Linked DNA regions of Mus musculus: all the other regions are linked to region 1. The links are chromatin contacts, called in public HiChIP or PLAC-seq maps. All regions are on one chromosome and are shown on one strand. Each heading gives the region's core, a stretch centred on a gene start, on an enhancer-like site or on the middle of the called end of the contact. The rest is flanking DNA. Distances are from core to core; before and after follow the strand shown.

Region 1 (4,064 bases), core at 1,096-3,595:
CAGAGGTCCTGAGTTCATAACCATCTGTAATCAGATCTGCTGCCCTCTTCTGGCCTATAGACATACATTCAGGCAGAACGCTGTATACATAAATAAATAAATCTTTAAAAAATGTTTTTTGACTTAGGGCTGGGGAGATGGCTCAGTGAGTATGAGCACTTACTGTGTTCTTACCGGAGTTTGAATCCCTAGCACCAGTCTTAAAGGCCAGGCATGGCCACTGTGTATCTGTAAACCCAGCACTGTGAGGGGCAGAGGCAGGAGGACCAGTGGAGTTTCTGGTAGCCAGTGAGAAACTGTGTCTCAAGGGAATAGGGTAGAGAGTGTTAGAGTCTAACACCCAATGTACTCTGGACTCCACATGCATGTTTAGAAGTGTGTGCACTTACATATATGTACATACACCCACCCCCCCACCCCGAAACAAATCCCACATACAAGTACACACTTTTGAGCTGGGCTGGAACGATAGCTCTTTGGCAGAGTGCTGACCTAGCATGCATGAGGCCCTGTGTTTAAATCAGGCATGGTGGTGTGTGCCTATAATCCCAGCATTTGGGAGATGAAGGCAGGAGGATCAGAAGTTGTTTTATGAATTCAAGGCTAGCCTGGGCCACACTAGACCCTGACTAGGGTTTTTTCCTTTTGTTTTTGACTCCAGTTGGGCACGGTAACGACGACCTATTATTGTAGCACTAGGGAGTGTTGCTTGGTTTTTGCGCTACCACACTTCTGCTTCCCTTCCAACCTCCCAATGCTAGGAAAGAAAGGAGGTTAGAGGGGAAGGGGCGTAGACCTCTTTAGGCTACTTCCTGTTGATTTGGGATACTGGGCTCCTTGGGGCCTGTCCAGTCTTCTTCATCATTAGAATATCCAACTTCTTGTCTCTGCTTATGAATATTTGACAAACTGCAACAACAGTAACCAGGAGCAGCAGGTGGAGCAGCAGCAGGGTCGGGGAGCAGGAGCAGCAGCAAGCAGTGGGAGCACGGGGAACAGCAGGGGGAGGAGCAGCCTCTTCAGAGCACCCCTGTCTCTCTCAGGGCTCAAGGCATTTATACCCTCTAAAGACTTCCCAGAATTCCAAACAATAAACGCTCTCCTGAAGTTGGCAAAAATCACACCCTTGCGCAAGGCAAACCCTAATTATTTGCTGGGAAGCCACCTCTTACTCCACACCTGGGATTAAAACAAAAACACATTCATAAAACATAACTGGGCTTTTAGAGAAACTCAAATTCTCACTACAGGGAAGAGTCCTATCTGAACCGGGCCATGAGAGAGGAGAGGAAGAGATGAGAGAGGGAAGAGGACCAAGAGAGAAGTGGAAAGTTTCAGACCAAGGGAGCAAGCTGTAGAAATGGCTGGTCTATACAGGGAAGAGAAGCTCAAACGCTGGACTGGTGAGGTTTAGGATAGGGGCAGGGTGAGAAGAGCTGGGGGGAGCCACAGGAATTGATACTTGATCCATGTTTCTTCGGGACGTGACAAAACCCCTCTTGTTCCAGCTGCCTATGTGGTATGATCTGTTCTTCCTCACAATCTGTGAGGTGGCCTGGAGCTCATTGGAGGCCCACTGGCAGGAAGCCTACTGAGATTTATTGAAAAGGAAACCGAATTATCAGGGCACTCGTTTGCAACGCCAACCTGGGCTGTGTTCGGGGCATGCCCAGCCTGCTGTCTGCAGTGTGAAGCTCTTTAGAAGCCACTGCAACCACAGGCCGCCCGACAGGAACAGAGACACTGAAAACGGGCCCGCAGCAAGGCAGGCTCAGCAGCCAACAGTCACACCCAGGAAGCAGTATTTTTCTTCTGCTCCTGGACTCTCTTGCGGTGTATGGCTGCTTCCCTTTGGTCTGAGCCAGGCCGATGGTCTCAGAAATAGACACCCATTGACTTTCTTTTCCAGCGCTGGGACATACAGACCCCGCCTCCATCCCAGGGTGTCTATAGGAAGGATGGCGGCTGCTGCAGGGAGGAGGGTCTCCTGTCTTCCTAAGGGCGCCCCTCCACCAGCCTGTGGGTGGGTCCGAGGCACTTCCATTCCGATATCTAGCTGGCCAAATCCTGCAAACCTTGAGGCAGGAAGAACCTGCAGAGCACATGGGACTTGCAGCGGACATGCTTTAAAGAGGTGCCCCAGGCCCGTCCACCGCCCTCGGCCACCCTCCGTGTCCTCTGGGGAGCAGCTGCGGAAGATTCGAGTCAGAATAGCAAGAAGGAACCGCAGCAGAAGGTACAACTCCCAGCATGCCCTGCGCCCGCCACGCCCACAAGGCCAGGCGCAGATGGGCGTGGGGCGGGACTTTCCCGGCTCGCCTCGCGCCGTCCACTCCCAGAAGGCAGCGGGCGAGGGCGTGGGGCCGGGGCTCTCCCGGCATGCTCTGCGGCGCGCCTCCGCCCGCGCGATTTGAATCCTGCGTTTGAGTCGTCTTGGCGGAGGTTGTGGTGACGCCATCATGGGAGCTCCGGCGCTGCCCCAGATCTGGCAGCTGTACCTCAAGAACTACCGCATCGCCACCTTCAAGAACTGGCCCTTCCTGGAGGACTGCGCCTGCACCCCAGAGCGAGTGAGTCCCAGCTTCCAGCGACTCCACCCTGGGCCCGACGGTGCCTTAGTTGTGTGACCCGGGATCAGAACCCGCTATCCCCACCCTCGCTTCGTACTGTTAGCCAGGCTGCTTTGCTCTGCTCTGTCCTCCACGAGGCCACCCCCCCCCCCCGCTCTCCCCACCCTCTGCCTGAACCACTGTTAGCCTCCGGGCCTCTTCCCACTGTCCTCAGTTCTCGGCCCGGAACGATCTCTGGGAATCATGGGATAAGGTCAGACTGTTGATCCCGCTCACGAGCTGTCATTTTCAGATGGCGGAGGCTGGCTTCATCCACTGCCCTACCGAGAACGAGCCTGATTTGGCCCAGTGTTTTTTCTGCTTTAAGGAATTGGAAGGCTGGGAACCCGATGACAACCCGATGTAAGTCCCACAGGCTACTCTCGGTGGGTTTCCTGGTGTTCCCCTTCCATTGAGAGCCTTTTGGGTTGAACTGGAGTTGGGACAAACCATTTGTATTTAGTAGAAGAGCATGCTTCTTGCTCAAGTGTTCCAGTTATACAGCTCAGACTAGTCTTGAATTCTCAATTTCTGCCTTGGTTTCCTGAGTGTTGCCAACATGCATGGTTTTGCCTGAGGTTTTTTTGTTGTGTTTTGTTTTTGTTTTAAAACAGGGTTTGTCTGTGCAGCCTTGGCTGTCCTGGAACTCACTCTGTAGACCAGGCTGGCCTCGAACTCAGAAATCCGCCTGCCTCTGCCTCCCAAGTGCTGGGATTAAAGGCGTGCAGCACCACTGCCCAACCAAATTTTTAAATATGTTATTATTACTTAATTTATATTTCTATTTGTGTATGTTTGGATGTGGGTGTCATGGTGGATGTTGGTGTCAAGACAGCTTGGGGGGATAACTTCTCTCTTATTGTGTTGGTCCCTGGAATTGAGCTCAGGTGAGCAGGTTTGGCAGCAAGCATCCTCACCTGGGCCATTTCAGTGGCCCCTGTTTGGTTTCAGACCCCAGGAGTAGGAACTGAGGTGCTTATTCTACATATCAAAGCAGACCTGGACTCCAGGCTCTCCCAGCATCCCTCACTCCCTCCCTGGCATACTTTGCCCCCAACTCTGAACTTCCAGCCCAGGAACTGGGCAGCCCTTCCCCCCAGAGGCTCCACCCTATATAATCCAGGCATTTTGGACTTCTCTTCTTCTCTCTCTACATGTGTTCTTTCTCTCACCTTCCCATGGTGACTCCCCTGGCCTCAGTCCTTGAGCCCAGTGAATTCACCTGGGAGCAGCTTTCCAATAAACCTGCATTTCATAACATCTAATCTGGCTTGAATTGGTTCATTTAACCAGCAGAGAAATAATTTATAATCCTGGACTATGATTCATTAAAAACAGGTCTATTGAAATATAATCCATCTACTGCAAAAATCAGTAGCTTAGTGACTTTTTAAGGTCTTTTTAAAAATCTAAAAAAAAAAAAAAAATTAAAAAAAAAAAAAAGGCTGAGAGCTG
Region 2 (4,064 bases), core at 623-3,122, 500 kb before region 1:
TTTGAAGCAAAGACAAGGTAGGACTAGGATATGTGTCAAAACTGTCCTTCCAGGGCTGGGGAGATGGCTCTGAGTAAAACGCGACCCAAGTTTGGTTTCTGGAACCCAGGTAAAATCTGGGTGCAGGCATGTGGGTACCTGTGGCATTAGTGTACCGCCAATGGGAGATAGAGGGATAACTAACAGCATACACAGCCTTGAATAAGACACCCTAACTGGATTTGTGGTGATAAAACAGAGGGGGGACCATTGTGGTATAGCTGGAGACAGCATTCCCAATAGTGGGGGCAGGGGCAGGGTACCCAGAGTTCATTTACACTTCCAGACAGTTCTTGCATATATAGACTTGGACAACAGTAGCTATAGATACCAAACACTTAGTGCAGGACCTGGTATATGGAGTCTTGATACATGCCTGTTGAACTGTGATGAGCATTTGTCTATCTGTCACCTCTCCATCCGTTCATCCATCTACCCACTTGTCTGTCCATCCATTCACCTGTCTGACCATCCATCTACCCACCTGTCCGTCTGTCTGTCCCATCCATCCATCTATTCATCCATCTATCCGTCCATCTACCCGTGTCTGTCCATCTACCCATTCGTCCATCCACCCATCCATCCATCCATCCATCCAACCACCCATCTGTCTATCCACCTATCCATCCATCCGTTGTCCATTTGTCAGTCTGCCTGCCCACCCATCCTTACTCTCTGTTCAGGCAGCATTACATGACACTGCTTGGTCATTCATTTCAACAGTGCGTCATAGGCTGCCCTGAGGCATTTGCTCTACTTGGTTGGTTGCTTCTCCTTAGAGAACTAGGTCATGGTGTGAGGATCTTTCAACATACACTGGTGCCGAGGGATTCGTGTTCCCTGGTGGATGGCTAGAATTCTTGGGTTTCAGGATCTCCCCAGGACAGGGATCTGTAGCTGCAAGAGTGAGTGGCTCATCTCAGTTCTTCTGCCTGTCCTTGTTGGACTCCATAATACAGTCACAGGTTTCTTCTTCCTTAAGGTCCTGTGGTCACGCCCTCTTGCACCAGCCAGGACCAGCTTCTCTCTACCTGGCCCTTAAGACCCTGCCTTCAGTCTCGTCCTGTCCCATGTCATGCCCTGACCCCCACCCCCACCACAACAAAGTGAATGGGGCACCCGGAAGCCTTTGGCAGTATCAGCTGACCTAGGCAGAAAAGATCTGTATCTCTGGGGTCAGGCCTTTGTCCACGGGATTTCTGGCGGCAGGGGGTAGGAGGGTAGAGGGGTAGGGCGGGGTGTCTACTTTTTGTTATTTCAAATGATTTCATAAGTTGGGGGAACCTTTGACCATGTTTCACCCACCCCAAGCTCTGGTGTATGTCAGCAGCTGACAGCAGCTGATAGGACAGGGGTCAAGGGATTGGGAAGCAGCTCTGTCGCCTCCCCCCCCTTAGGGGACATCCCTGATAAGAGGAAATTCTTGTAATAAATGGCCAGTGTCCACAGTGGGGTGATGGAGTGGCCTCTCTCCCACCCCCTTCTTTCTCCATAGACATTTGTCAAGAGCAAAGGGAATCTGTGGCCCAGCAGCCTCGATGGCCCCTGCTGCAGTAGGACATGCCAGTGGCGTCCTGGGTAGGGCTGGATCTTCAGGTGCAGCTGTTGCTGTTGGAGATTCCTGGGGGTGGGCAGAGTCAGGGCTGCCTTCCCCGATGCTGCTATGTAATAGATGACCCCAAGGATGGGCCCAAGCAGGGTGGTCAGTGGACCCCGGAACCGGAACCGTATTTAAATCCCTGACCCAGAACTTTGGAGGGCTCTGCAGAGGCCTTAGTGTGCTGTTGGAAATCTGCTGTGGCTTTTGAGGAAATGAATGAGAAGGGCTTGCAGGTTGCAGCCTGCCCTGAGCAAAGGTTGATGTCTCAATAGGCCCAGCCTAGTGAGAAACTGCTAGCTGTAAATGAAGAACAGAAGGGGTCTCCTCGAGGGGGGTGGGGCGCCCCTGGACTTGGTCCAAGTTTGCCTCTGTGGATTGGGGCCAATTGAAACCACGTTGGCAGAAGTACAGGGCTCCTTGAGAGTCCTCCCTACAATAGAGGGGAGGTTGGGTGAGGGAAGCTTGGCAAACAGCCAAAGCAGGGACCCTACTCCCTTCTTTGGGATGCCTAGGGCCCCTGCCTCTGCACACCTCCCCACCCTGCCCTCATCGAAGGAAAGGAGGAGTGGATGGGATGAAGTCTCAAACTTCTCTGTCCGTCCCAGGCCCTTATCGGACGCAAGGTCACAAGCATCTCCCAGCAGAGAGCAGCTTGCGGAAACCACATCAGGGCAGTGTTAAGTCCCCTCTTGGAACTTGGACTGGGGAAGGCACTCCAGCTGGGAGAGGTGGGAAGCGCTCCCTTTGCAAATCCCTCTCTACTGAGGCCAAAGCCAAGGCCAAGCCTTTGTGTTGGGTTTCCAAGTGGGGGTCCGGGGGCGGTGCAGGAGGAGTCTCAGATTTCTGGCATCCATGCTTTTAACCAGACTCCAAGGAGACACTTCCTGCCCCAAACAAAGTGTGAAGTGTAATTCGATTTGACTTACTTATCAAATTAGATGAGCCATGTGCACTTTTAAAAAGTTCGGCTTTTGAAACCGGGCACATGAATTTGCAAGATTTGATCATTTATATGCAGTTTCCATCTTTGGAACAGGACAGGGAGCCTCTTGTGACATTTATGGGGAGCGCAGGGTCCTCCGGTGAGTCAGCAGGGGCCAGGGCACTGTGAAGGCAGGGTGAAGAAGATGGGGGAAGTCCCAGCTCCCCAGAAAGCAGCCTTCCACATCTCTGCCCACCCATGTGCTGACAACCTGGGTCGAGCCGCCCAGGGAGTCAGCTGCTAGAGCCTTGACCCCTCTAACGTGGGCTCCTCAGACTTATGTCCCATGCTCCTTGACTCTGTATCCCTCCTGCATTTGTCCATCTCTCCAGCCACAGAAGCTGCTGATCTAGATCATCTGTGTGGTGTGTGTGTGTGTGTGTGTGTGTGTGTGTGTGTCCATACGTGTGTGTGCGCAGATGTACAAGCAGGTGGAAACCAGAGGAATATGCTGACCTTCGTCAATCACCTTTTTTTGTGTGACAGGGTCTCTCACTGAAGGTCTGTCAGTTCAGCTTCTGGAATGCCTCTCTGTTTCCACAGCCTCCAGCTCTGGCACATAGAGTCATCATTGGCTCTTACAGGAGTACTGGGGATTTGAACTCGGGTCCTCAGTAATTCCATAACAAGTGTTTTTATCCACTGAGCCATTCTCCCAGCCTCAAGTCCTCACTTTTTTGTGGCGTAACATTCCTGTATCGGGGAGTCTGTGGGGGTTTGTCGTGGCTCCATTTAAAATCTTACTCTGTAAAGCTTCCTCCGTGCACCTGCCTGAGCCTGCCCTTTCACCCACTGGTCAGTTTCTTAGCACAGTGTATCTGCTGACTGACCTTGTTGTGGATCTGATCTCTGAGGACATAGGAATCTGCCGCCATTACTGTCGCTCTCTCTCCAGGGCGAGTCCTGCTCCTCTGGCCCCCAGCTCTGCACGGGCCAGCTTCCCACATGGCTATCTTACTTTATTTTATTTTTTTCCTCACCTTTATTTCCCCAGTGGGCTCATTAGGCTCCTCTCTGCCCACTCCTGCCTACCTGGTGCAGAGAATCACCTCTGAGCCTTTGTGAGTCCCCCTGTCTCCTCGCGGGGCCTCCTGGAGGGGAGTTTTTATACTACACGGACACTGATGTCTGTCCCAGGTGTGGCTCCAATGGAGAGTTCTAGTCTGGCCTCCTTGTTCTAATGTGTGGCCTCTCATGTGCCAGGAGCGCCCTGGAGTCAGCCCTACTTGAGGCTCAGTAGCTGGTGGTAAAGAACATATCCACCCTTTGCCCTTGGGGTGGGTTTTTTTTTCCAAACTTTACTGAATTAAAGTGATACTACCCCAGGAAACCTGGGAAGGGCCAATAACCTGTCCAGCTAGCTGGGTGGGAGACCCCGACAATCCTGGGCCCTGCCTTCAGACTCTGGGGGTTTAAGTTCAAGGCCCCAACACAGGGCCCCCT
Region 3 (4,064 bases), core at 766-3,265, 460 kb before region 1:
CTTTCCTATTCTCTCACCTACTGCCCCACTCACATCAGTCCCTGAAGCCATACTGAACATGGCAACCAAGTCCAGGAACATAAAATGACAGGTCCCTGTCCAGGGCTCTGTGGATTCTGCCTCTGAGGGTGGGCAGTACAGTCATATGCAGAAAGCAAGGAGCCTTTCTAGATGGTGATTTAGTCACAGATGACAGTACAGGGGCTGGAGCAGCAGATGCGCCTGATCACAACTTTGAAGGAAGGAGGTTGGGGCTTCACTGTAGGAACAGCACCCTCCCCCCCCCCCAAACTCTGGAAGGAAACTGGTCTGAGGGGACCTGAGCTTGTAAAGTGGGTGGGTGTAACCTCAGGGACAGGACTGGGCAGGCTGAAGAGGCTGTGAGTAGGGAAGGGCCCAGAGGCTTCACAGCCCTTTCCTCAAGGCTGATGTCTGGAGTTAAGTAAGGTGCTGGCTGGGAGCCTCAGGAAGAGATGATCCAGTTCTGGCCTGCTTTGCTCTGCTTATGGGTGTTTATCTACAAGGTCGCAGCAGTTGGGCTGGAAGGGCTGGGGACCCCTTTTTATCGGGAAGAACTAGGGTGGCTATGCAGCTTAAGGTTGTCTAGAACATTCTCTCTCTCTCTCTCTCTCTCTCTCTCTCTCTGTGTGTGTGTGTGTGTGTGTGTGTGTGTAGATGTGCATAGATGTTTTGTCAAGCCTCCACTTCTGGCTCTGGAAGGTCTCTTCCAGTGAGAACTGGAGCTCAGGAGTCCAGGGCGGGATGCCCTCTCTGTGCTTGGGATGGGCAGGAGCCAGAGACAGAGTTTCTTGACCACAGACCGGGTGGTGTACAGTGTCCTGTCAGAGACTTTGTGACTGGGCCTTAAAGGCAGAGAGATTCCCATTTGAACCTTGAATAGGAGCTCTGCTGAGAGAGGTAGGTATCTTTGAAGAAAAGTACAAGAGAGTTGCTGTGGACATCGCGGTGCAGGGGAGCGAAGGCTTGAGTCAGAGCTCCAGGGACAGAATCCTGTTTTCAGACCCTCTCCCCAGGGACTGGAGTGTGGCCTTTGTAGACTATAGAGACCTGATTGCAAAGAGAGACAGACAAAAAGAGAGGTGTGGGAGGGGGAGACAGAGAGAGACAGCAAGAGAGACAGAGACAGAGAGACAGAGATAGAAAGATAAACAGAGAGACAAAGAGACAGAGAGCAAGAGAGATGGAGACAGAAAGAGAGATGAGGGGAGGGGCAGAGCACGAGAAGCCAGCGCGGGAGGTCGGGGGACATCAGTTCTAATTGTCAACTCTACACAGCCTAGAGTAATTTGGGAAGAGTGTTTTCAGTGAGGGATTAGCTAGATCATGGTGGCCAGTGGACATGTCTGTGGCGGGATGGTCTTGACGTCTGTAGCTGATGTGGGAAGACCCAGCCTGAAGGTGGGTAGCACCGTTCCTTGGGTAAAGAAAGCAAGCTGAGAACTAGGCACGCAAGCTGTTTCTCTGCTTTGGCTTGCGGGTGTGACTGAAGGATCTGGCTTCAAACTCCTGCTGCTGTGACTGCCCAGTAATGAAGAATTATAACCTAGGCTGGTGAGCTAAACTAAATCCTTTCTCCCCTACGTTGTTTGTTTTAAAAACCACTTTTAAAAAAGAGAGTTAGCACTGGAGAGTTGGGTCAGGGGTTAAGAGCACTTGTTGTTGCGAAGGACCCGGGTTCAATTCCCAGCCCCCACATGAAGGCTCAGCTCGGCGCACCTCAAACACCAGCAAAACATGAAAAAATACTACTAAAAAGGGATTTAAAGCTGGCTCTGAAGGTGTGGGTGCGGATGAACTGGTCCCAAGGGCATGAAAGCAGGAGAGAGCTGACCTTGCCTCCAGCGGATGGCAGGATTGGGTGGCCCAGACAGACAGGGCTGGAGAGCGCCCCCTAGTGGCGCGGATGTGAGAGCGCCTGATCAGCTAGCTCAGCTTCCACCCAGGTCCAGACTCAGGGCTTTGATTTGACCCATCCCCAAATCTACAACATCTGTGAACCGTGGGAGCATGGGAAAGGGCCAGGCCTGCTGACCCAGAGCTTGGGATCTCCAGGGCACAGGGCAACAACAGGATAACCGGGAGGAGTCCTGGCGAGGATCCAATATTGACGGTGTGACAGAAACCAGAGACCTTGAACCAGACCAATGACTCATTGCGACGGCCATCTGCCAGTGAAGATGTGTGGACTGAGGGACACTTTCTGTGGGACACACTGCGACACAGCACAGCTTCCACGATGAGATGTTTCCTAGGCTTAGTCCTTTTGCTTGTGTGGGTTTTTTATTTTCTTTTGCAAGGGCAGAGGGAAGATATGAGGGAATGGGGAAATGAGTCAGACTAGGGTGCGTGATGTGAAACTCACAAAGAAATCAACCAAAAATTTTTAAAAATGAGAGCTGTCTTTTAAAAAACAATGAGTATGTGCTTTCTTTCAAAATAAAATCAAAGTTCAAACTAGAAAAAAAGAGATCTAAAGTTTTTAACTATGTGTGTATATGTATGTGTGTGTGTGCAAATATGTGCGTGCAAGTGCAGGTGTCTGTAAAGCCAGATCTCTGTGAAGCTGCAGCCATAAGAGGTTGTGAGCCACCTGGGTGGGAGCTGGGATCCTGAGAGCCAAAGGGAACCAAACCTGGGTACCCTGTGAGAGCAGTCTGCTTTCTTAACCACCGAGCCATGCTTCCAGCTCCCTAAGTCCTTTGTTATCACAGCAACAGAAAGGACACCAGGACAGGGGAGGGGACGTGTGTGACCTGACACTCACCACACTGCTCTGGTCCAGCAACTTCACTTCTCTGAGCTTCACGGTACCAGTGAACTGGAAATAATTCCTGGTAACAGAGCCTGCTGGGGGTCACCTCATTAAACAAGAAAGGGTGTGGCTCACACATCTGGGAGGTGTCTATGGTCCCAGGGTTGTAGAGTTCTCCAGGATGTCCAGGTCTCGCCTTCCCAAGGACCAGGTGACACACGGTGGGGGGTGGGGGAGGAGAGTGGGGGCAGGTGAGTAGAGACTCATCCATCGGTCCTCCTGGGCAGCAGAGCTTCTGTCCCTCCCTGTACTTGAAGGACAGGCAGGAAGTGGTGAGGAAGTGGCAGCCCCAAGCCAGGAGGAGCTCAGTCTTTCCCAACTCCTGTGCCTCAGGCAGACACCAGGCCCCCAACAGAGCCCTTCCCTCCCAGTCTATGTTTCACGTCTGGGCCTCTGGGCTTTGCAGTCAGTTTCTTAAGCAAACAGGACACTTTATTTATCTCAGGTCAAACTGCTGAGAGGTCAGAGGGCTGGGGACCAATCTTAATTTGCAATGACCAGATGAGGAGGTCATGTTTTCAAGGACTTGGATGGTCCCTTGGGGGGGGGGTGGAAGGGGGTAGGGACTGGCCTGGCATTCAGTCCTCAGCCTTCTGCCCTTGGGCTGGGAAGGTGCGCAAGGACAGGCAGACAGATGGCCAAGGCAAGTTGCTCTAAGGGACATCGGGCACCACGCAGGCAGTTCCACCCAAACGGCAGCAGACACTCAGCTCAGATCTTCTCTTCTCTCACCTCCCCTGCTGTGCTGGGTCCTTTTTTTTTTTTTTTCTCCCTTCCACGGTCCCACCCAAGCTACCAGCAATCACATACTCCCTGAAGGAGTGTTTCTCAGGCGTGAACGATGGTCCAAAAGGATGGTGGCATTGAAGATGCCTTCTTGAAACTACCATCTTGGGAATGTCCCCAAGCCTTAGGCAGACGCATCAGGGACCACAGGAATTGGACATGGAGGTGGGAGTGGGGAGATGACCCCCTCCTGCTTGGACATTGGACAGAAGACAAGAAAAGTTGTATAGAAAGTTCAAATGATAAAACTATGAGAAAAATCATTGAAGGAATGTCTTGGGAGGCTGAGGCATGAAGATAGCAAGCTAGAGGCTAGCCTGGGCTATGTGAGACTCAAAACAAAACATAATGTTTGGCAGTGGTGGTGCACTTCTTTGATCCCAGCACTTGGGAGGCACAGGCAAGCTAATCTGTGAGCTCAAGGGCAGCCTGGTCTACAAAGAGA
Region 4 (4,064 bases), core at 947-3,446, 370 kb after region 1:
CCCTCTGCTGGCTAAATGAATACACTGTTGCTCGCCATGGCTGTTAAGTTACCTTTGAAAGTGTGTTTGGTGCAACCCTAATGTAGGAAATACATTTTGTGATTATGTGGCAACTTTCAGCTTCACTCTCCCTTAGGGTTTTTCTTCCCTCTTGATGCTTTGAGACTGGAACTCACTTTGTAGTCTTGGATTGTCTCACATTCATTATGTAGACCTCTGCCTTCCAATGCTGGCACAGGCTTACACCACTATGCCAGCATCCCTCTGTCCAGCAAGCCTTCCCTTGCCCAGGGTAACTACAGTCAAGTGTGTACTGAATGCTCCGCTCAGATTTGGCCAACACTGCGGAACCTTTATGAGCCATTCTGTCTGGCACTTTGTCCCCAAGTGTTAAGTATGGGGTTTACTGAAGGACACAGGGTGGCAGCTGGAACAGATGACCACAAAGCAGCTAAGAACGGAGTTCTGAGGCTGAAGAACTCCAAGCTCAGAGGAAGAATAAAAAAAAATTCCCCCGTGGGAATAGTGGAGAAATTGGAGAAGGAAAGAAAAATGCCTTTTGAGAAAACCAAGAACTTGGTGGCATCGTCTGGCATTTACTTTAGAGGTGACCTAGAAATAACAAATGCTACACAGAAGTCACCATCTCAAAAGATATAACCTTTGGGGTGAGGAAGCCCCATCTGAGATGGAGGACAGTTTCAGACAGAGCTGCGCAGCACAGGAGTCCCCTCAAGAGCCAGCACGCCTGGCTCCTACTCCCACTCTCCTCGTTACTCCACTCTTTGAAAACAACTGTGTGCCCAGTCACACCAAAGCTCATTCTCTTCCCAGGCAAGGAACCTACTCCAGAGAGTGGACTACAAGAAGCAGGGATGGAGAAAAGGCAAACAGGAGTCCTATCAGGAAACTGATCCATCACACTGCCGGATGGTCTGGCAAGATCTGTTAGCTAAGAGACCAGAGCCTTCAGTCTTGAGAATCCACCCAGTGAAATTTAAATACATGGATGAGTTCGCAAAGTAATAGAGAGATATTTCTGCAGGACTACTTGATCTCTCTGAGCTATTTGACTGAGGCAGAATAGGCATTCTCTAGTCATCTCATCCTCACCATCATCATCTCTAATTCAAGATGAAGTATGCTTAGGGGTGAAGGAGGTGACAGCCATCTGCCCTGGCCCTTCTTTGAGCACCCTCCCACCTTGCTCTCCTCTGCACCTCACCCCTCCCACATACTCCCCCTGTACCTCACCCCTCCCACCATGCTCTCTCTTGTACCTCATCCCATGGTACCACATAGGAACAGTTTGCCTAAACTCTGAAACTCCTAAATGGCAGCTCCTTGCTACCAAAGCTTCACAGGCTAGCAGTGGTGGCCTTTAATTCCAGTACTCGGGCAAAGACGGGTGGATCTCTGTGAGTTTGAGGTCAGCCTGGTCTACAAAGCAAGCCCAGGACAGCCAGGGCTACACAGAGAAACCCTGTCTCAAAACAAAACAAAAAAAAACAAAAACAAAAACAAAAAACCCACAAAACAACAACAGCAGCAGCAACAATAAAACAAACCTTCATGGACAACAAGAAGTTTTCTGAGATGTGAAATGCCAGTCCAAAACAGACAAAAAACCAAAAAACCAACCTGCTATTAAATAAAGCAGACATTGCATAAGCAGCCTGAGTTGTCTTATAAACAATACTCACTGACAGCATGCCTTCCTGCTCTTCCTTCCTCCTGGTTGAAACTGCATAGGAATGTGTGATGACTGTACTTCTGTGGAAGCAGGGCAAGCACAGTGGATAAAACACAGAAGTAACAATCTGGGGCCCACTCACAGCCCAACAGGAAACCTCCATCCAGCCTTGACAATGGTCTCCAGGCCATTTTCTCTGAGTTCACCAAACACCCACATGGCTGCCCTGTGGGGAGGGTGGTATGCAGCAGACTAACAGCACGTTCTATGAGGTGTCATGGCACGAGGCTGTACCTCAGGCTCTAACCAAGGGTGCGTTCCACAGAGACTGTGTTTGAACAGAGAGCATTCTCCACCATCCGTCTGCTGCCAGGACCCGTGGGAATTGTGAGGTATTCAGAGCTGAGTTCCAGTTAACGGAAACAGCTCTTTAGTGTTCTCTGAACATTTCTGAATGGGCAGAAGAGGCGATGAGGTTTCCATGAACCATCTTATGTGACTACTGCCAGGAACTGTGAATGCAATGAGCTTACTCAGATGGTACACCTTCCATGTAAATGCCTTCTGCTCAAACCTCAGAATACCTCACCTATTTCATTTCTAAAAATGTAAATATTGTTCTTTGTCATCCTTTGTTAAGACAGGCTGTCTGTAATGCAGATGAGCCTCACCTCCCTACGTAACTGAGGATGACTTTGAACTCCTGACTCTCCTCTACCACCCACATGCTAGGACTACAGGCGCACACCACCAGAGGTTCCCACTACATTTAACTGGCAAGTCTCTTCAGTCACTTTCAGCCCACGGCGGTCCCTCAGCAGTCACTCCAGGTTTCAGGGCTTGACACCTGAGCAGCAGCTCATCAGTCCCTCAGCCTCCATCTGTCAGCTTCGGACTACACGGAGGTCACGCGATTAGATAAGAATAACACGTAAAATGAGGTCGCCTCTGGGTCAGAGGTATGTGGAGGCAACCAATCTTTTTGTCAGCATCGATGACCCTGAACACTGGATGAAGGAGAGTAAGGCGGGCTTCTGTGAGGCTACCTGTAACCGCACTCCAACCCCTAGACTAGTGTCTCACTGGGGGACTCCTGCTCCTCAGCATCTGCTTCTGAGTGGTAATCCCACTGCCAGTGTCCTCACGGTGGCTCAGCATTTCTAAACTCCACTGCTTTCTGCCATCACAGGATCTTCCAGGCTGGCTCATTTCGTGATTTGTCACATCAGGCCATGGCATCACTATCTTGCCAAGGACTGTGGAACCTTTTGAATGTAGATGGTATTTGGAAACCAAGACCAGGGTTCTTGGGTGCACTGAATGAACAGCTGTAGCTGTGAAGCTGCTCCAACACCTGCAGGAAGAGGCACTCACCACTCTCTCTCCGTCCCACTGGGTGACCCCAGGGGTGCCAAGCACACACGCGCCATGCTCTGTTGGCTGAGTTCTCATTGCTGGTGGTAGATGCTCTACATGGAGCCCGGACAGTGATCCTCTGGATCTATGTGCTACTCCACTGCCACTCTTAACTTTCTTCGTCAGGGCTTTTGCTCCACAAAGTTCATCTATCTATAGTCTAGTCTGTCAAACTAGTCTTTATGACTTCTGGGTTTAAAGGAGGGTGACTTAGGAGTTAGTGTTCCCAATAAAACTAAAATTATCACCAAATTTATGTCTGTCTGTCTGTCTGTCTGTCTTTAATCTAAACTCATTCATCTGCAGTTGATTAAAATATAAAACAACAAATGGATCTAAATTTCTCTCTGAATGGATAGTTAACTGTCATCAACATCTGTAGAAATGTCACCAGGATCCAAAACTCCCAGGAGCCAGCTGCCTGGGCCTGGGCTGGACAGAAGTCACCTGCTCTCTCCAGATGAGAATTTTCTCATCTAGAAAACATATTTTTATTCTTCACAGGTATGTGGTCCATGCCTGTAATTCTAGCTAAGGTAGGAGTGTCCTGAATTTGAGGACCTGGGCTATGTAGAGAAGGTTTGTGAAGCAAGAAAAGGAAGAAGAGGGAAGAAGGAGGGAGGAAGGGAAAGCAGATGATAGGCTATATTAATTTTAAGATTATACTTTATTTAACCAAATATAGCTGAAACAGCACTTCAACATGTAACCAATATAAAAATTATTACAGTATTTTGCATATGTATAAAGCATATATGTGTGTGTGTATATATATATATCTGTCACACAAAAAAGGGTACACCAGACTATCTCACCAGTTTAACTATATATTTTTTTGATATATCACATATGTATAGGTGGAAAAGTATTTAAAAAGCTGAATGTCTGTCTATTCTTGAGAAAAATCTCTTGGAAAGCCAAAACCCAGGGTTTATTACTAAAATAAAGTTTGTGT
Region 5 (4,064 bases), core at 800-3,299, 370 kb before region 1:
ACCCTGCTCCTGTCTGTCCTGAGTCACACCCATGGGGGCCAAAAACCAGGAGAGCTGATCCTCTAGTGTTCCTGGGACAGGCGACAGAGAGCTGACCCTTCCTCTTCTGAGGCAGGAGTTTCCTGAGTTTCACCCCAGTGGCATGGGGAGATGCCCTAGAGGAAAATGGGTCCCTGTGCCTGGGCTCTGACCATCTTCATGGCCATGCACCAGATATCTGGTCTGAGCAAGCAGATGGGGCTGTGAACACAGAGTATTATAACTTTAGTTTTTTTCAAAGCCCCCCCCCCTTTTTTTTTGTTTTTTCAAACAATGGTTCTTAAATGCTTTAACCTCCCTTCTAGCCCACCACCCACCAGAGGCAATGGAAACGAGAGGATATGGAGCAGAAGGGAGGTGGGAAGTGGACCTGTTTAGAGATGGTTCTTTGGAACAAATCCCATCTGTGTTGTCAGGAAATCAGCAGTTCAGTTTACAGGCCAGCAGCAGCAGCTCAGTCCACTTGCAAACACTTCCCAGATACATCAGCAGTCTACAGGGATAGCCAGGCCTCAGCCAAATCAGCACAAGTCAGCAGGAGGGACTCCAGGAAAAGTTCTCAGCTGCTGCTCTCTCCCAAAGAAGCGAAGATCAGCGAAGACTCAAGACCAACAAGCATTGCCCAGCCAGCTCTTTAAGCAAGCCTGAAGCTCAGCTCAGCCCAGCCAAGCCAAGCCCAGCCAGCTCCCATCACTGTCCACCAAGTCCTATTTATAATTCCCTCAAACTTCACGTGTCCTCCACGGGTCTTGCTTCACCAAGTGTCTTGCCTCAGCCCGTGTGTCTGTCTCAGTTGACATCGCTCTGCCCGTGTCCCGGAAAGCAGCAAGAAGCCATAGCACACCACTAGAAGGTTTTTTTGGTGCATTTCTCTCTATGGAGCCCTGACAAATGGAGCTCAACTATGCACTGTAAGACGGACCAATACATGCATGTCGTAAGTGAAGAATCCTTCATCACGTGTCCTTTCACATGCTTCCTTTAGCAGAACATCCTTTCACCTGTGTTTGCTTCGGCGAAATGTTCCTTTGTGTGTTTGCCCCAGCAAGACACCATCCAACACAACTGACTTTTCAAAGAACCCTTAAGTTTCCACTTCAAAACACAGTGGGCTGTTGAGCTCTGGGTGAAGAAAGTTACAGAAGTAATGGGGCAGGTCCTTCCCAGCCCTGAGCCTATCACTTCTGCAGGCTGTGTGTGCTCAGAAAACCATGCAGCTGAGATGGAGCTCAGGGAGAGGTCCTGGTGTGAACTGACTGCTGCTTTGGGGATACTGCTCCAAGAAGCCTCCACATCACTCCTAACCCAGGGAGCCAGGCCACGTGCAGAACATTTCCCTCTCTCCCCACTGCCTCTGAGCAGGAACATGAGGCGGCACCATGATCGCTAGCCTATCGCAGGCCATTTCCTGGGCCTTTGATCAACCTCAGTGGGGAAACCTCTAGGATACAGAAAAGGGCATCCAAACCCCCAGTTCCGTAGTCAACTCTCATTTCAATCAAGAGGCCCCAAGTTCACAGATTTAGATTCTTGGGAGCTGTGGTTTTTTTCTTCTTAAAAAATTGAGCTGCTGCCTTGCCTCTTTGAGGCCCCAGGAGTCTGAACAGAGATGGTTTCCAAATGGGTGGAGAGAAAGCGCCTGTGCCAAGCCCGAGGGACCTGGCTTTGGGATGGCTGATCTGCCATGTTCATCCCTGGATGGCTGTGAGCCAGGTATCTTCTGGCCAGGAAAGCCTCTGCCCTGAGCATCCTTCTGGCCCCAAGCCAGACCTAGAGCCCCTCCCTATTTGATGGCTAATGCTAAAGACTGGGCCAGGAAGTAGGCAGATCGCTTTTTGAGTTTTCCTTGGTTATCCTCTCAGGACACCCACTCAGCCTCCGTCCGTCCTATGGCTGATGGGGAACCTCCTCAAACCCTGAGGGATCCAGAGCCTTTTATTCTAGGGGTGCTGTGGGTAGAGGCATTTCCAGCTGCCCTCACTCCCTGGGCCCATCTTCTGCTGTTGTTCTTGCTGTGTTGATTTGCATGCCATTTTGCTTGTGGTCTCCATGGCAACCACCACCAAATGGCCTAGGGATAATGGAGGGGCTCTGGGTAGGGGAGGGGGAAGCCTCATGAGTGGTTTTGACTTCAAAAAAAAAAAAGAAAGAAAAGAAAACAGTGATTCCGCAGCGCAGCGTGCCTGGCAGAGGGGCAGCCCTTCCCCCGCCTGCAATCCCTCAGCGCCCCTCACCCAAGGCTTCTTTCTAACTTGTGAGGGGGAGGGAGGCAGTATCCTGGAACAGGAGTCCTTGCATCTGGCTTCAGAACAATGGGAAGAATCAGGGAAAGCAGTGGCGGCCAGAGGAGGGAACCCTTGGGGGCAACCAGCGCCTTCTGGAACCATCTGCAGCTTCCAGAACAAATCTCCAGCCGGCAGCTCTCCTGCTCCGGCCATCTTTGCTCTCCCTCTTGCCAGGTCCCTCCACCCTTCCCAAATCTCCTCTCCACAAGGAAAGAGAGAAAAATAGAAGCATGACTTCATGTCTCAGGGCCTGGCTCCTGGGTGGAGGATCTAGAGGAGTTTAATTGTTCGCATATGTCCAGCTCTAGCCCTTCACAAAATGTGTTCAGGGCCGTGAGCTGCAGCGGTTGAAAAGCTGGGGAGATAGCACGGGGATTGTTGGGCTTAAAGATGAGCAGACTACAGCTCAGGGCTGTGAGTGCGGCACAAAGAGGGGGACCCAGGCCAGCTCTATGGAGGGCTGGAAACCAGCCTCCGATTTATGTTCGATGCACTTAAGTGGACCGAGCTTTCTTCTCTTCATCCATTCCGTGCGTTTCTCAAGCTAACTTCTCTCCTGCTGCCAAGGCTCTGTGGGTGCTGGAGGTGAGCTCCTGCCTCCCTCCGACCCATAGCCCCGTAGAGCTTGGCCCTGTTGCTGCCTGAGGCCAGTGGCTGGCCTGACGCCATCTCCTTGCTCTCTGAGTCGCTCTGCTCTTTCATGGCTCTTCTCTCCTTCCAAGGTGCAGCGGTTCCTTGAAACATCCGGATCATCCAATAAACATCTTTACAACAAGAGACCACACCTGCCCCAGACAACAGGAAGCCCCACAGGACAGCTGACCCATGATAGTCACTAAGAACCGTGGGAGCTGAGGCTACCCCCTTCCCCACCCCCCCACCCCCCCACCCCCCCACCCCCCACCCCCCACCCCCAGCATAGAAGCAGTCATCTCTTGGATGGATCTGGAGTCATGGAAAGTTTTTTACCTGCTTCCCCAGGGTGGCGCTGCTTGGCTCTGGGTTGGATGTATTGGGGCAGGTGGCTGAGCCTCACTTGTTTGGACTTTGGGGAGCAGAGACTAACAATGAACTGGTAACAACCAACCGCACAGTGCAAATGCAGCACACTGCCTAACATAAGACAGAGGGAACCACAACACATGGCTTGCGGAGCTGGGCGAGCACACACTGCTATTCCTTCATGAGAGGATAAACTGGGGTCCAAGAGAGTCTAAGCGGGCTCAACCCCCAGCACCACATGAACTGGGCATAAAGTAATTATGGCAGCACAGGTCTATATTCCCAGCACTGGAAAATAGAGGCAGGAGGAGCAGAAGTTATAGGCTGCTATCCTCGGCTACAATCAAGTTCAAGGCCAGCCTGGGATACATGATTAATCCTTGACACAGCAACAAATGGAATCCTAAGAAATACACAAGGCAGAGAGGAGGGAGGGACAGAGCAGGTGGGATAAACAGCAAGGACAAGGCAAGATGTCGGACATGAGCCCCACCCCAGAGACAGCCCATTAAACAGGAACAGTCAAAACCCTCCAGCTGAAAACCAGAGATCAGGAGCTGGGGAAGTGGCTCTTCAAGCTCGAGGACCAGGGTTCAGATCCCAGGTAGGGCATGATGGCCTGCCCAGAGATCCTGGAGCAAACCGCTAGGAGAGAATGTGGCATTGACCCTATGCACAGCTGTGCTCCAAGCTCCCTGAAAATGGAAGCTTTGCTCGGCTGAGCAACCCCAGGGCATT
Region 6 (4,064 bases), core at 683-3,182, 330 kb after region 1:
AGAATGGTATGGAGGTGGACTGCTGTGACCTGCCCGCTTCCCCACCCCCCAGCCCTGTGTGCACATAGCCTTTCCTCCTAGGCTCTGTTGCAGGCCCAGCTGGGGGAGGGACTTACCGAGCTTGAGCAGCCAGCCCTCTCGGTCTGGATTGAAGAAAGTGTGTGTGAGGTCATTCCCATCATCTTCGGGGATTTTAAAGGGCTCGTTTTTGATGCTCTCATAGAGATTCTGGATAAAAGACCACACTGCATGTCTGATTCGAGAAGTGCCTGTCCTTCCTCCCTTCCTCTCTACTCAGTCCACAGGTAGTCTCTGTAAGGCACAGAGACTAGAAAAGAACATGGCCATTCTCTGCTTTCTAGCAGCTCACAGGGACAAAAATAAGATGCCTGGTGGATAATTAAGGAAAAAAGAAATAGCTGCCTGGAGCCTACTCAGGCCTCTCAGCCTGGAGCCTACTTGAGCCTTTAATTTTCAGTTTCAGATTTAGAAGCCACCTCCCATCCTGATTCTCAGCTGGCCTTTGTGAAATTCACATATTTAAATGAATTAAGTGATCAGGCACTCAGCAAGTTATCCTTCTGTCTCCTCTCCTATGATCCGGATCCCGTTCGAGTGCATGCTTTGCCAGCTGACATGAAGTGGCTCTGGCCCTGCTCACCCGGAGCAGCTCCTCCGGCAGGTCTCCTCCGTCGTTGATGCCTCGGTTCATGGCGATGAATCTCTCCACCGTAGGCTTGTCTTTGACATTGGGGTTGTGTAGGCTGGTGTTCAGCATTATGATTGCGAAGGACAGGACATAGCAGGTGTCTAGAAAGAGGAGACCAGGCTGTGAGAGCAGAGGAGACAGCTACCCAGGACAGGAGACACTGGCAGGAAGAGCAGATGAGCCAAGTGTACATATGTTCCCAGGCTTATGTTCCTGGAAGGGGCAAGGCACATGACCTCACTAAAGACACTCATTCTATTTTTCAGATATAAAAGAACAGGAAAACAATAAAACGGCTGGGAGTAGTGGAGCATGACGTTAGCCTCCATACTCAAAAGGCATATTTCTGTGAGTTCCAGTACAGCCTGGTCTATAAAAGGCCAGCTAGGGCTATACAACAAAATCTCAGACCAATACAATGTATCAAAAAGAAAAAATTAACTGCAATTCTATTTAGTAATAATTTGGTCTGCTTTATTTCTTCTGTATAAATGTGCCTATAAAATCACTTTACAGACACTATAATGCACTATCACCCGAGCATATGTATGAGATAGATACATACACAGGGGATAGGTATATACATTACACACACATATATATGCTTTTTTGTTAATCTTATCATTTTCCCATGCCAATATCTTCATAAGAACATAATATTTCTTTCTTTTTAAGGCAAGGTCTTGCTTAAGTAGCCTAGCTAGCTATATTCATAAATTTGCTTTTGAGACAGAGTTTCTCTGTGTAGCCCTAGCTGTCCTGGTACTTGTCCTGAAGACCAGGCTAGCCACAAACTCAGAGATCTGCCTCTTGAGTGCTGGGATCAAAGGCTACCACTGCCCAGTGTTAAGACATCTTTAATAGTTATATGCTTTGTAATTCTGAACCCAGTGCTGCACACACATGAGGCAAGCACTCCTCCACTAAGCACACCAGGTGTAGTGCTGGTCTTCTGGATACGTTCAGTCTTTCCAGGTTGTACACACCAGTAAGTAACTGTTCTTGGAATGGACTCAGCCTCTTGTCCTAGCTCTCCCTCCCCGACTCACACAGAGGCTCCCTCCCTCACCTGTAGACTGGAACACCCCAGTATTGCACTGACAGTACCGCTGGGCAAAGGCCTCCATCATCCGGTCAATCTTCTGGGCCTCTCCAGGGAGCCGGAAGCTCCACAGGAACTGCCTGAGGGTGAAGACAGGAGCATTGTTTTGACCAGTTTTGCTGCTAGTGTGGCAGTTAATAACACATGGGGAAGGAAGTGGGGGCTTCAGAAACTGAACAGAAGCAAATGTAACCACTGTGGCCTTAAATGAACTGAGAAGCCAAGAAGAACAGCCCCACTTTAGAGCAACACACAAAAGTGAAATACAGATCTTAATCATTTAAAATGAACTCTAAAGGAAGAATTCATTCAGGGCAGTCACTATGGAACCCTGTAAATCATATGGGACCACAGCCACAAGGTTAGTTCTGCAACACTGCATCATTAAAAAATCAGAGTTCAAAAAAAAAAAAATCTTAGGATTTATATCCACGGCAGAAAAAAAATGGCTTTAAAGGGCACAAAACAAGCTTGGTTTAAAAGCTGAAGCTGAAGCCAGTGGTGGTACATGCCTTTAATCCCAGCACTTGGGAGGCCGAGACAGGCGGATTTCTGAGTTCGAGGCCAGCCTGGTCTACAAAGTGAGTTCCAGGACAGCCAGGGATACACAGAGAAACCCTGTCTGGAATACAAAACAAAATAAACAAACAAAAAAGCTGAAGTTGAGCCATGTGGTGGTGGTGCACTTGGGAAGCAGAAGCAGGAGGATATCTTGAGTTTGTGGCCAGCCTGGTGTATAGAGTTCCTGGACAGCCAAAGCTACAAAGAAAAACCCTGTCTCCAAGGGGAAAAATGATAGTTGATTTTTTCCTTTCCTTTTCTTTTCTTTAACGAAATACACAGCTACCTAGTTTAGGGTAAGAAATGAAAGGGTTTTCTATTGTGAAGAGTAGAAATAATTTCAGTATTTAAGGACAGATCAGTCTGTCCACTCCCAAGACCAAGAAGCAGTCCTAGTGAATGCTATTCCACGCAGGCATGTACATGGCCTTCCTGAAAACTACTTCAGGACAGTCACAACCACCCTGCCCTACGGTGCCCGGTTGACGACACCCACCGCAAGGCCTGGACGAGGTTCAGGTCGGTGAACTCGTGCAGTTCCACAAACGCATGCAGGACCTGGATGCTGAACTCATCCCTACAGGAGACAGACAAGAGTGAGGAGCACACGTCGGACCCTGACACTGACCAAGACCCATCCTGAGCCCAAGCAGATGGCATCCCCAGAGTCCCAGCCCATCAGACCTCTCAGCCTGGCCATGCACAGTCACGAGGCTGTTGGCCTGGCTCTGTTTGCTAACTAAACAAGCAAGGCACCTCTACGCCCCTGGACAAGTAAGGTAATCCCTCCACTCAGCGCCATTGTGGCTCTGGCTGCCCTGGTACCACAGTCACCCACCCCATGGACTTAGGCAGCAGGGAGCTTACTTCTTCCACTGGCTCTGACCCAGCTCTAAGGGCCTCACCTCTCCCCAAGGTAGTCGCCGATGGCTGTCTTGTTGAGCCCCTCCCCTTTATACAGGAACTGGGCGATGTCCTCACAAGTGTTCTTCAGCAGGCCATTCTCGATTAAGAACTGGATCCCCTGCACAAAGGTCAGAAAGAGCAGTGATGCTGGCCTGTGGAGGCTGGAAAAATGAGTGCAGACCTGGAGCCTGAGCCAGTAAACCCCCACCAGTGAACATAGGGATGGGGGGACTTAAGTTAGAAATCAGAGCCCCAGACTCAAGAGCATGAGGGTAACCACCTGACACTTACTCCAGAGAACAGCAACTTAGAGTCCTGGTCCCCACTGCTCCACCCCCACTTAATACTCCGGCCACTGTCACTTCATTTTCTGCTTACCTTTTTAGGATCCATGTTAAATTTCTTTCTGCCCATGGCTACCTGTTTGTTCCTCTGCATGTTTTTCCTGAAAGACAAGTGTGGCCATTAGTGCTCTGGCAGCAGGAAGTTCTGGGAGGCTGGCGCAGCCTTCATGTGCAGCACCGACACTGTGGGAAGATTGCTCTAAAAGAATAAGGAAGCAATCTGGCCCGCTAGGCAAGGTCAGCCGAAGCCTCGGTCAGGCTCACTTGCCTCCTTCTCTCTAGATTCATGGTTTCTCTTAGAATTTTTTTTTCCTTAAACTTTGTTGTCTACATATTGTAGAATCTACCCATTTTGAATGTAAACCTGAATGGCTTTTAGTAAGCTTACCAAATTGTGCAACCATTACCATAACTAGTTTTAGAAAACTCTTATCAGTTCAAC
Region 7 (4,064 bases), core at 1,121-3,620, 280 kb after region 1:
CCTGCCAAGCATCCCTGCCACGAGCCCCTCGGCGAGGCATTTCAGAGCCAGCTCGTGGGATTACCGTCTGAGCCGTGCAGTGATTACACATGTGTGTAAATGGAGAGGGAGATACAGGTGGGTCCCCCCAACCCCTGGTGTAGATACTGCTGAGTGGTTGCATTTTGCCGCTGTGCTAGCCTACACTTGAGCGGCTCATGACTGTCGATCATAGTCAGTCTGCATTTAGCCCGTGGCTCACGGTCATGGCTTGGATCCCGCACCCCCACCACCCCCAGCTGCCACCCACCTCTCCATGGAGTCCAGCGTGCCGTCCAGGCTGCCCAGGTGCTCGGGGATAGGCAGCAGGGTTTTCCCTTTGATCTTGCCTCCCATCACAAACATCTCGTTCTTCAGCCTGTGGACCTGCTTCACAATGTCTTCTGACACCACCCGGGGCCAGCCATCCATGTTCTCACTCTGGTTTAGCAGCGAGTAGAGGACCTGAAAGGAGACAGGGCGCTGCCATCAGCTCTCCATGCCTCACAACTGTAGCACACACTCCTTGCAGGAAGTTTAAGGACTAAGGTAGGCTGGGTTATGTCTCTATGTTCATACACACAGTTCTACCACCTGTGCCTTAATATGTGACCGCATGGGGAGACGTGTGTGTGTGTGTGTGTGTGTGTGTGTGAGTGTATGTATGTGTGAGTGTGTGTATGCATGTATGTATGTGTGTATGTGTGAGAGTGTGTATTATGTATGTGTGTATATATGTATGTGAGTATGTGTTTTTATGTGCGAGTGTGTGTATGTTTGAATGTATGTGTGTATGTATGTGTGTGTATATGTGTGAATATGTGTATATATGTGTAAGTGTATATATCTATGTATGCATGTATGTGTGTATGTATACATGTATGTGTGTGTGTGCGTGCATGTATGTTTGTGTGTATGTGTATGTATGTGTATGTGTGAGTGTGTGTATGTATGCATGTATATGTGTGTGTAACATACACACATAAACCGGCATAGAGGTCAGAGGTCAGTGTGTCTTCTACCTTGTTTTGGAGCAAGGTCTCTCATTGGACCTAGAACATTTACCAACTGGACTAGATGGCTAGCATGTCAATGGGCTCTTCCGTCTCTGTCCCCAAGGGCTGTCATTACAAGATGCCATGGCCACACCTAGCTTTTAATGTGGTGTTGGAGCTGGGAACCCAAGCTCTTCTGTTTGTGCAGTAAGCCCTGTGTCCTCTGAGCCATCTCTCCTCGGGCTAATACAGCCTTTGAAGAGGCAATGAGGTAAGTTAGGACAGCAGCTGAGCCCTAACTAGTAGGACTTGGGACCTTATATGAAGAGATCAGGACACAAAAATCTATCCGGTAGGGGAACTGGGAAAGGTGGCCATCTAAGCCCAGGACAGAGGGGTAACAGGAGAGGGCCAGCTGACCCCTGGGCCTTGGGCTTCCAGCTTCAAGAGCACCTGGCACTAGAGATGCCGCTGATTTGGCTGTGGCCTGCCAGGCTTCCCAGTCTCGGCTTGCAGGCCCTGCGGAGTGACCTCCTGCCTTCACATTCCTCTTTGAACAAGCACAGGCAGAGTCCTGGGTCCTGTTCTATGGTGACTGGGAGGATACATAGGCTGTTAGTGTGGCCCACTAGAGGCTATCCTCACCCCACTGCACTGCCAAGGGTAAGTATGACGTATAATAGCGGCAAATACCGAGGAATAGAAAAGATCCTTCCTAGCTCAAAGACCCAGAGACAGGGGAATCACCCAATGGTTCTCAGATGGCCTACACCTGGAGTGACAGAAGATGGCAGAGAAGAGAGGGCAACTTTAATGCAGGGAAGAGGGCCAGCCTATTGGACTCCTGCCGCATCACCTGGAGTGGGACTGTCTGTATTTCCAACCAGCTCTTAGGTGAGCCACTGGGAGATGCATTCCATTGGAACAGCAAGGTCTTAGGCTCTTCAGAGTCCTTCTCAAGCTTTGCTGTTCCAGCTCCCACCCCACTCCCACCTGGTCCCACCCTCCCAGCCCAGGCACACCTCCTCCACTACTGCAATCAACTGGTCCACGGTGGTGGGGCTGATGTCCCCGTAGATGAGGTGGGTCTTGTAGTTGTCCTTGGTGATGTTCTCCGGCTTCATCTTGATGAAGTAAACTCCTTTGGACTTGAGGGACTCTGGGAAGCCCAGGCAAGGAATGATCATACCAGCAGCATTGAGCGTCAGCACCAGGACAGGGTTATCTATTTTGTCGAAGAATTCGGTGAGCAGGGCCATGTTCTCCTCTGCTCCAATCAGTTTGCCCCACTTGTCTGCCTTGAACTTGAGGAGGACAGAAGACACTGTCTCCAGATAATCGATTCTGAGGTCTGGCATGCTTGTCACCTTTCCTTACACCACCGTCCTCTGTGGAATGAACAAGCAGATTACAGCTGGCTTCTGGGCCTTTAGAACTACACAGACCCTCCTTCCAAACCACACTGGTGAAAGGGGCTCATGGGCCTTTCTGTTTTTATCTGTGGTTGCGCTGGTGACAAGGGCGTTTTCCTGCCCTGGTGCAGGGTCATCAGGTAAACAGGGTACCCCTGGGTTGTTATGACCACAAAAGTAAGTGAGCTGGGAAAGAAGATAGGTGGACACAGGGAAAAGAGAAAAGGAAATGGCTGTATCAGTGTGGGGGTGGGGCACAAAAAGGGGAGGGGAGGGGGGAGGGGACGGGAAGGGGGGAGGGGAGGGGGGAGGGGGAAGGGGAGGGGGGGAGGGGAGCAGCTGAGAAGAAACCAAGGGAGGATTCCTGAGATCAACCAACCTCTGGCATCTGCACACATACAAAACCTGGGCTATTCAGCTCCTCAGGCCTATGGGTGGGTGTCAGCCTGTTCCAGAATTGGCTATTGCCAATGTCAGCTTTTGGAGGCCACATCGGAAGCACTCAGATCCTAACCTTTGACTAAGGCTCAAAGATTTTGTGATGCTACCACACCCGGGTCCTCAAAGTGCCATCCCACACCAGAACAGGGGCTCAGTCCCAGCCCCGTATGAATGGGAAGGTGCTGTGTGGTGTTCAGGGACCCAGGGCTTTCCTAGAGCTTAGGGTTTCTCTGTGATAGGTTGCAAGATAGATATAGAAAGTGAAACAGAGAGGAAGTAGGAGGGGTGGAGAGGGGAGAGAGAGAAACTGAGAGTGGTCCCTGAGCCTGTCTGATATGGACTAGGGGAGCTACAGCAGCACCTCCATCACACAGGAGGAGCCATGCAGCAATGTCTGTGGAGCACACATGACTCATGGGTGCTACTGCAGCTAACCCCTCCCAGTACCATGTCATTACTACATGTAGACACTGGAATGTGAGTGTTTAAGGGGGCCCTCCTCCAAGGCTTGCAAAGTCTGTGGTACTGCGGAGGTTGAACCCTCTAGTTAACCGAGGCACTATTTCCTGGGGTGCAGGCCAGGAGATGGAGGTTTACAAAACTGTCCCACGAGTGCTTCTCAGGCCCACCAGCCCCTTAGACTGTCAGGCTTGGGGATGGCTGGCTCAAGGGCAGCTATAGGGAGGGTACCTGGAAGACCCAAAGAGGAAGGGGTGGGGCCATGGCAGTCAGCTTGCTGGCCTGAACTCCTTCTGGCCAGCTCTGAGCATAGATCAGGGACAGTGCGTGGCAAGTCATGAGTCTGTTGCCAGCTAGGACCTGGGCTCCTACCCTGTGTGCTAACGCCCCTCAGCTCTTCCCCAATCCCCTAAGCTGCTTCACAGTGGCTCACCGGACCAGTGTGTGCTTCTGTCAAGAGTGGGTGAGCCCTTTCCCAGCGGCCAAAGGAAATGGCTTCTGTTCCTCCAGAGGCTCCAACTGCCACAGAACTTTCGGAGTGTCCTCAAGGTACCTGGAACTTCTAGAACATTCTCCTGGCTACTTAGGTAGCGGGGCAGGTGATGGGTGCTGTTCACCATTCAGAAACAGGAAAGTCTGGGCTCTGAGCCTGCAGACAGCAGAAGGCACTCACCCTCTCAGAACAGGGCCCTCCACAGAATTTTACTCTCGAACGACTACTCCATGGGGCTTTCATCTA

The links. HiChIP or PLAC-seq counts read pairs in DNA pulled down with a chosen protein or histone mark.
Region 2: a contact with region 1 is called in an H3K4me3 HiChIP or PLAC-seq map of embryonic basal ganglia, with 4 times the contacts expected there. The contact joins the enhancer-like site here to the promoter of Birc5 in region 1. A contact is called at or near these places in 1 of 39 promoter capture datasets (embryonic stem cells), 14 of 115 datasets of contacts at active chromatin or transcription factors (craniofacial prominence, embryonic basal ganglia, embryonic forebrain and 9 more) and 1 of 9 other capture datasets (adipose tissue).
Region 3: an HNF4G HiChIP or PLAC-seq map of pancreatic cancer cells shows a contact between it and region 1. The contact joins the enhancer-like site here to the promoter of Birc5 in region 1. A contact is called at or near these places in 2 of 39 promoter capture datasets (embryonic stem cells and stem cell-derived epiblast-like cells), 5 of 484 Hi-C or Micro-C datasets (B cells, the P5424 cell line, embryonic stem cells and 1 more), 29 of 115 datasets of contacts at active chromatin or transcription factors (the 230-238 cell line, T-cell acute lymphoblastic leukemia, bone marrow-derived dendritic cells and 18 more) and 1 of 9 other capture datasets (pancreatic islet).
Region 4: an H3K4me3 HiChIP or PLAC-seq map of pro-B cells shows a contact between it and region 1, with 4 times the contacts expected there. The contact joins the enhancer-like site here to the promoter of Birc5 in region 1. A contact is called at or near these places in 1 of 39 promoter capture datasets (embryonic stem cells), 2 of 484 Hi-C or Micro-C datasets (both in liver), 15 of 115 datasets of contacts at active chromatin or transcription factors (the 230-238 cell line, the NIH/3T3 cell line, T-cell acute lymphoblastic leukemia and 10 more) and 3 of 9 other capture datasets (embryonic stem cells, liver and macrophages).
Region 5: an H3K4me3 HiChIP or PLAC-seq map of embryonic stem cells shows a contact between it and region 1, with 26 read pairs. The contact joins the enhancer-like site here to the promoter of Birc5 in region 1. A contact is called at or near these places in 1 of 39 promoter capture datasets (cranial neural crest), 3 of 484 Hi-C or Micro-C datasets (CD4 T cells, CD8 T cells and embryonic stem cells), 6 of 115 datasets of contacts at active chromatin or transcription factors (embryonic hindbrain, embryonic stem cells, pancreatic cancer cells and 1 more) and 1 of 9 other capture datasets (liver).
Region 6: a contact with region 1 is called in an H3K27ac HiChIP or PLAC-seq map of large pre-B cells, with 3 times the contacts expected there. The contact joins the enhancer-like site here to the promoter of Birc5 in region 1. A contact is called at or near these places in 13 of 39 promoter capture datasets (the C10 cell line, the SN4741 cell line, cranial neural crest and 8 more), 2 of 115 datasets of contacts at active chromatin or transcription factors (the 230-238 cell line and large pre-B cells) and 2 of 9 other capture datasets (adipose tissue and embryonic stem cells).
Region 7: a contact with region 1 is called in an H3K27ac HiChIP or PLAC-seq map of embryonic stem cells, with 4 times the contacts expected there. The contact joins the promoter of Dnah17 here to the promoter of Birc5 in region 1. A contact is called at or near these places in 2 of 39 promoter capture datasets (the C10 cell line and macrophages), 2 of 484 Hi-C or Micro-C datasets (B cells and memory CD8 T cells), 15 of 115 datasets of contacts at active chromatin or transcription factors (the SCID.adh cell line, bone marrow-derived macrophages, effector CD8 T cells and 8 more) and 4 of 9 other capture datasets (adipose tissue, embryonic stem cells, liver and 1 more).

Annotation. Positions count from the first base shown.
Region 1 is chr11:117,846,892-117,850,955 of GRCm38.p6, forward strand. Birc5 (baculoviral IAP repeat-containing 5) reads left to right here and starts at 2,346. Exons shown (of 4, transcript NM_009689.2): 1 at 2,346-2,570; 2 at 2,863-2,972. The coding sequence starts at 2,460.
Region 2 is chr11:117,343,204-117,347,267 of GRCm38.p6, forward strand. The region is part of intron 2 of Septin9 (septin 9); the gene reads left to right. Among named protein-coding and RNA genes, the nearest start is that of Gm51932, 9.6 kb to the left of the region's middle. RefSeq lists an enhancer at 1-4,064. Within about 2 kb of position 1,873, at least 83 of the 459 cell types and tissues checked have an H3K27ac peak or open chromatin away from gene starts, as enhancers often do. A contact at or near this core is called in craniofacial prominence, embryonic basal ganglia, embryonic forebrain and 3 more, where this site is marked.
Region 3 is chr11:117,388,201-117,392,264 of GRCm38.p6, forward strand. No RefSeq gene overlaps it. Among named protein-coding and RNA genes, the nearest start is that of Gm34128, 21 kb to the right of the region's middle. Within about 2 kb of position 2,016, at least 41 of the 459 cell types and tissues checked have an H3K27ac peak or open chromatin away from gene starts, as enhancers often do. A contact at or near this core is called in pancreatic cancer cells and trophoblast stem cells, where this site is marked.
Region 4 is chr11:118,220,760-118,224,823 of GRCm38.p6, forward strand. The region is part of intron 1 of Cyth1 (cytohesin 1); the gene reads right to left. Among named protein-coding and RNA genes, the nearest start is that of Cyth1, 26 kb to the right of the region's middle. Within about 2 kb of position 2,197, at least 30 of the 459 cell types and tissues checked have an H3K27ac peak or open chromatin away from gene starts, as enhancers often do. A contact at or near this core is called in the 230-238 cell line and pro-B cells, where this site is marked.
Region 5 is chr11:117,477,007-117,481,070 of GRCm38.p6, forward strand. Gm34418 (a long non-coding RNA gene) reads right to left here. Exons shown (of 2, transcript XR_389180.4): 2 at 2,566-3,058. Among named protein-coding and RNA genes, the nearest start is that of Gm34418, 4.0 kb to the right of the region's middle. Within about 2 kb of position 2,050, at least 108 of the 459 cell types and tissues checked have an H3K27ac peak or open chromatin away from gene starts, as enhancers often do. A contact at or near this core is called in embryonic stem cells and stem cell-derived neural progenitor cells, where this site is marked.
Region 6 is chr11:118,182,104-118,186,167 of GRCm38.p6, forward strand. It overlaps Cyth1 (cytohesin 1), which reads right to left. Exons shown (of 14, transcript NM_011180.4): 4 at 3,657-3,723; 5 at 3,278-3,396; 6 at 2,869-2,949; 7 at 1,779-1,891; 8 at 662-810; 9 at 117-228. Among named protein-coding and RNA genes, the nearest start is that of Gm38514, 46 kb to the left of the region's middle. Within about 2 kb of position 1,933, at least 17 of the 459 cell types and tissues checked have an H3K27ac peak or open chromatin away from gene starts, as enhancers often do. A contact at or near this core is called in hematopoietic stem and progenitor cells, where this site is marked.
Region 7 is chr11:118,126,849-118,130,912 of GRCm38.p6, forward strand. Dnah17 (dynein, axonemal, heavy chain 17) reads right to left here and starts at 2,371. Exons shown (of 81, transcript NM_001167746.1): 1 at 2,036-2,371; 2 at 290-483. The coding sequence starts at 2,371.